Linked DNA regions of Siniperca chuatsi: region 2 is linked to region 1. The links are chromatin contacts, called in public Hi-C maps. All regions are on one chromosome and are shown on one strand. Each heading gives the region's core, a stretch centred on a gene start, on an enhancer-like site or on the middle of the called end of the contact. The rest is flanking DNA. Distances are from core to core; before and after follow the strand shown.

Region 1 (2,743 bases), core at 93-2,592:
CCTTGTTTCCATGATCTCCCGCATGTAGAGTTAACCTGAGGCGTCTGATCCTCCTCTGAGAAACACAAACAAACAAAAAGCAAATACTGTTAGTGATGTTCTGCACGCAAATTCTTTTTTGCATCATGTCATCATGAGAAAAGATAGAAGAGTGGACATTAAAACATCACCGAAACTAAGGGATTGAATGGTTGACAAAGCTCAGAGACCTCCACAGTCAACCACCATGAGTTTATTTATAGACAATGGCAACAGAGCCAGAAACAAAGTTTATGCTGTGAAGCTGTGCTACAGATACATCACCACAGTGAGTGCTTTGTTTGGCTGTGTAACAAACATTTTGTACAATTAGATATTTTGAAAAGTTTTATTTTAAAACATTATTCCAAAAAGGAAATAGTAATGAACGCATGCTCAGTTTACTAAATTATAATAGGTTCTTTCTTCATTAGAAAACAACGGGAATAGGTTTAAAGGCCGGTTCAGTACAAAGGCCTATTTATCAGGGAGCTGTTCAAATAAACATGACAGCCCTGCCTCTTGCACACTCAGCTCCCATTACATGCTCTTGAAAGTGAACACATCCTATAACAAACATGAATTTTCAGATGATCAGAAGACAGAAAATGTTAGCTGGGACTGAGAGAATTTGTCTCCTTCATCTACTTTCATTGTCTGTATACAGACAAGAAACAAGTGGCTGCAGAGTTAAAAGCAACAAGGGACAAACAGAAGAGGGAGAAAAACACTGGACTGTTTGCAAAACAGGGGAGAAAGGAGAGAGAAAATGGGGGAGACAGAGGGAGAGTTTTAGTGTCCTGGCTTCTCTGGGACTTCTTACCTCAGAATCTGGAGAATCCTCTGTTGTGGTGGTGGTGGTGGAAACAATTCGTCCTGAACCGTAGCGAAGCATGTCTCCTCTACTGCCCACTCCTCGTTTCTCTTCCTCTCCCTCTCCGGACCTCCTCCCACCCTTCCTCTCACTCTTCTTCCTGAGTTCTGCTCAAACTTTCAGAGTGACCATCTGCCAGGGAAAAGGAGGGGAAATTCCACTCTGTCGAGTCTGCTGGTGGTGGTGGGAGTCCACAGGGCCCCGAGGTTTCCTCTCAGTCAGATAAAAGATCAGATGCAATCCAGTTCCACACTCAGCTATGTCATTGTCTTAAGTCCAACAAGACTGTTCCTACGTCCACCTGGCTGACAGGCTTGTCAGTCACTCAGCAACCTCCCTGCCTCTCTGACTCTGACTCTCTCTGTTTGTCTCTGCAATCCCATCAGACCTGTTGGGCCACATTTCATCAGCCTCCCTGGTCCGTGCCTCCTGCCCTGAGAGCAAGACTTTCACAGGGCGGGTCCTCTTTCTCGGGCTGGTACAGGTGGAGCACTTCTTATCAACAGGAGTGGCTAATGGGGGCTGGTACTTACTGTTCACCGCACAGTTGAGGAGTTTGATACTATCTTCCTGTTATAGCTATACTTGCAAAGATTTTTAGTCTTAGTAATGCTCTAAAAACTACAAAATATATTTCTACTATATAATATTGGTCTATTTCACAGTTTTTATAAGCAATAAAATTGTGTTTTATGTTCTTTTATCTAAAGCTTGGTCAACCACTGTGCAATGGTGGAAAGTACATATAAAGTACTGTAATTCTACTTTACTTGAGTATTTTCATTTTACTTCTACTCCACTACATTTAAGAGGGAAATATTGTACTTTTAACTCCACTACATGTATTGGGCAGCTGAAGTTACTAGTCACTTTTCAAATTAAGATTTTACACCAAAACATATAAAGTTATATAAAACATATGATGTATTATTACAGATTAAACTACCCACCACTATATGAAGTAGTTAAAATGATCTCCACATTGACCAATTTAAGTACTGCTTACAAATTAATAGATCATAATAATGATCCAATTATACACTAATATAAAACGGATACTGTAGGGATCATTCTATATAATGAGTACTTTTACTTTTGATACTTTAAGTAGACTTTGTTGCTGATACTTCTTGTTTACTTCAGTCAAATTTTGAATGCAAGAGTTTTACTTGTAATGGAGTATTTTTGTAGTGTGGTATTGCTACTTTTACTAAAGTAAATGATTTGATTTGATTCTTCCAATTAAATAAAGTCAGAAACTGGTTTATACTAAAGGTACAGGAGGTGTCTTGTAGTACAGGAGTCACTTTAGCCAATAAATTATTGATATCATTGATAGTCGATAGTGATGAAAAGGAAGACAACACGGCAAACATTATTTATTAATGTTATTGTTACCTTTTGCCTCACGACTACACCGTCACTTGGTTTTACATGATGAATTTATACTCATCAGTTTTAGCCTAATATCTTCAAGGAGCAGACAGACAATCATCCTGACAGCAGGATCACATTCCTGGCATGAATGACCTGCAGTCACTCCCTTTTAATAGAAACTAGAGACACAGAGTCTCTGAGGAATAGAGAATCAAGTTGCCAAGCAAGAGCTTGTTCAGCTGTACAGTATGTTTCAACAAAGATCTGCTGTTGGCTATAATATCAAAATACGTCGGTAAATATGAAAAGAAAAATTCTCAGAACAATAAGAGGGATTTCTACAGGTCTGAGTAGTTAATTAGTTACCAGACATCAAACAAACTGTGTTTCTTTACTTCTGCAATCAGTAAGCCAGCCACACAGCCAGGCCTCTGTCCAAATCCAATGTCATGTGGAAATCCTCTCCGATAAACA
Region 2 (2,743 bases), core at 75-2,574, 140 kb after region 1:
CCCCTATACTATTTCCTTATCCGATCCAGTTTGGACAGTTTGGAGGTCCACAATAAGACACATGTAAAACAAACTCAGGATGGATGAAGATTAAACTGTTCCATCTCTGGGAATGCCATGCTGTCAGCATGTGTAACCAACACTTCAAAATAAATATTTAACTCAGGTTTGTTTATTTAAAAACACCAAAAACTCGGTCTGGTTTGCTGGTAGTTGCTGAGCCTTCAAAGAGGCTGGGAGAATGTGATTGGTTGAAAGGTGAGCAGTAAGACAATTCTGTTATGAAAACGGATATAAAATAAAAGTGTCACTGGGGAAAAGTGCTACTGCGAAATAAAAGACTTAAATAAGGGAATTTAAATAAAAATTGCAAATAAAACACCTATAATGACCTATAAAAATTAACTTCCAATAAAATGGTTACTATGAAAATAAGAAAGATGATATAACATTAATAACTGAGTGATTTTGTAATTTATTTCATCATTATTTATTCCATAATGTATTATTTATGTTTTTAATATTGACCATTTTTGAGTTCCATATGGAAGTGTTATGTTTTACATGTTGTCATCGTAATTGTATATTGTCATGTTTGACTTTCTGTTGTGAATCTATTTTGTACACAAGACATCCATTGCATGTCTGTCCGTCCTGGGAGAGAGACCCCTCCTCTGTTGCTCTTAGAGGTTTCTTCCATTTTTTCCTAGTTAAAAAGGGTTTTTTGGGGGAGCTTTTCCTTATCTGTATCGACGGTCTAAGGACAGAGGGTTTCGTATGCTGTACAGACTGGAAAGCCCTTTGAGGCAAATTGTGATTTGTGATATTGGGCTATAGAAATAAAGACTTGACTTATGTTAGAAATATTGTATGAAATGTAGCAGTCATAAAAAGGGAGTAAAGCCTTTTTATCATATTCCTAAACATACATTTTTAATTTTGAGCTCGAAGGTCCATCTTGGACTTCATAAAACGTCATTTGACAAGTAATTCATAGCATAAGGTCTTACCGGAAGTTCAAGAGCTTCCAGGCACATCTCGTGGCCGTTATCAGTGGGTGGAAGTCAGTTGTCATGGAGATGGTTCAGTTGTTATCACGTGACCAACGTTTGCGCGTGTGTGTGTTTCTTAGCAAAATTGTAAACCTTGTGATTTAGTATTTCAGTTAACTAAAGTTTAACAAATGAAATCGATACAGCAGAGCTAGATGTAGCTAACGCTCCGGCTACTGTCTCTCTTCCTCCTCTATAGTTTTACCCGTAAAAAAAAATACCAAAAAAACCCTGACTACTACATTTCCCAGAATGCAAAGCGGCAACGTCTGGACGCTCTTGTGTTTACGCTTAGCGGTCACGTTCACCAATTGCTGGCTCAGACTGTTGGTCGCTGTATTACAGACAACTCAGGAATGGTGGCGGTCGTCAGTCAGTAATTCCTCGCTTCTTTTACACTGTGGTTAGTTTGTACTTGCGTAACAATGCCGGGGATGTGCTCTGTGCCGGGCTGCAAGGGCTACAAGAAGGCGAGGTCCCGGGGAGTCGTGTTCCACTCTCTGCCCACAAGAGACCCGGAGCGATGTAGAAAGTGGTTAAAGGCCATACAGAACCCCAAATTTGACGAAAACACACCAGTAAGTAAGTACGGTAATATAAGAGTCTGTAGCCAGCATTTTAAACCGGAGGATTACGAACCGGACATACAGGCAGAACTTATGAAAACAACGCCCCGAAAAATCCTCAAGTCCCACGTAATTCCGTCCGTTTTCTCTGGGAGACAGCAAGAGGAGCTCAGCACACCTCTGCCAGCAGATGACAGGAGCCGAACAGAGGTAAATCAGTTGTTTTACCTGTTGAAGGTATGGTTTTATAGATTACGTTGGCTAGAAATCCCAAGTGTGTGTTTTGTATTTGAGAGCACATTTGCGGCTGGAAAGAGGGATATTTCTTTAAACTAGGCCGTTACATGTAGTGGAAAGGTAGTTATAATTGGTGAACAAAACTGACACTAAACAGACCTTACAGGGAAAGTTAGCGCCAGTTTGCGCCTCTCTCGAAGTACCATTAGGCTACACTCACAGAGTTTTCTTAAAAATAAAAAACCCTCGACCTTTCAAAACCCCAGAGGGTCATTATACTAACCGCTGTCCTGAAGGTATCTAGAGAATTCAAAATGCCTTTTCTAACCATCTGGATGAAAAAAATTCCGTCCGCTGCATGATAAAAAAAATATAACAAACAATTGTAACCAGTTTCCCAAGTTGGGATTATGTTTCCTATTCAGATGGAAATAACATATCTCATTTCTCATGTTGCATGATTATATACATTAATGCAATGCATCGTCAATATACTCAGACAAATATAACTGAATATAAAACGTTTGGTGTTTTCAGTTCGTACAAATTAGTATGGACATCTGTCCTTTAAAGGAGCTGTAAGCGACATTCACTGCCACTAAATGTCGCACTAGAGCACCAGCATCTCAGACCAAAACAAATGGGCCTATGGCGCACCACACTCCGTTGAGAAAAACAGTAATTTTACCTGGCAGATCATTGTTAAACACACTTCATTCAAACTAGACAGAAGCAAAATAAAACTCACCAAAACCGTATTTGTTAGTCTTTCCACTGTTCCAACAATCACCAACTCTGGTTTGGTTGAAATAAACCCTGAATTCACCAAAATATTCTGTCTCTAAGCCTCAGCCAGCAGCCGCGAAACAGTCCGCAATGGCTGCTGCA

What was found. A called contact is a pair of places that touch in the nucleus more often than the background predicts.
Region 2: a Hi-C map of skeletal muscle shows a contact between it and region 1, with 5 times the contacts expected there. The contact joins the promoter of LOC122876591 here to the promoter of LOC122876316 in region 1. A contact is called at or near these places in 2 of 3 Hi-C or Micro-C datasets (skeletal muscle and an unstated tissue).

The regions. Positions count from the first base shown.
Region 1 is chrLG1:18,163,127-18,165,869 of ASM2008510v1, forward strand. LOC122876316 (myocardial zonula adherens protein) reads right to left here and starts at 1,343. Exons shown (of 14, transcript XM_044196522.1): 1 at 842-1,343; 2 at 1-55. The coding sequence starts at 913.
Region 2 is chrLG1:18,301,299-18,304,041 of ASM2008510v1, forward strand. It overlaps LOC122876591, which reads left to right and starts at 1,325. Exons shown (of 13, transcript XM_044197136.1): 1 at 1,325-1,828. The coding sequence starts at 1,478.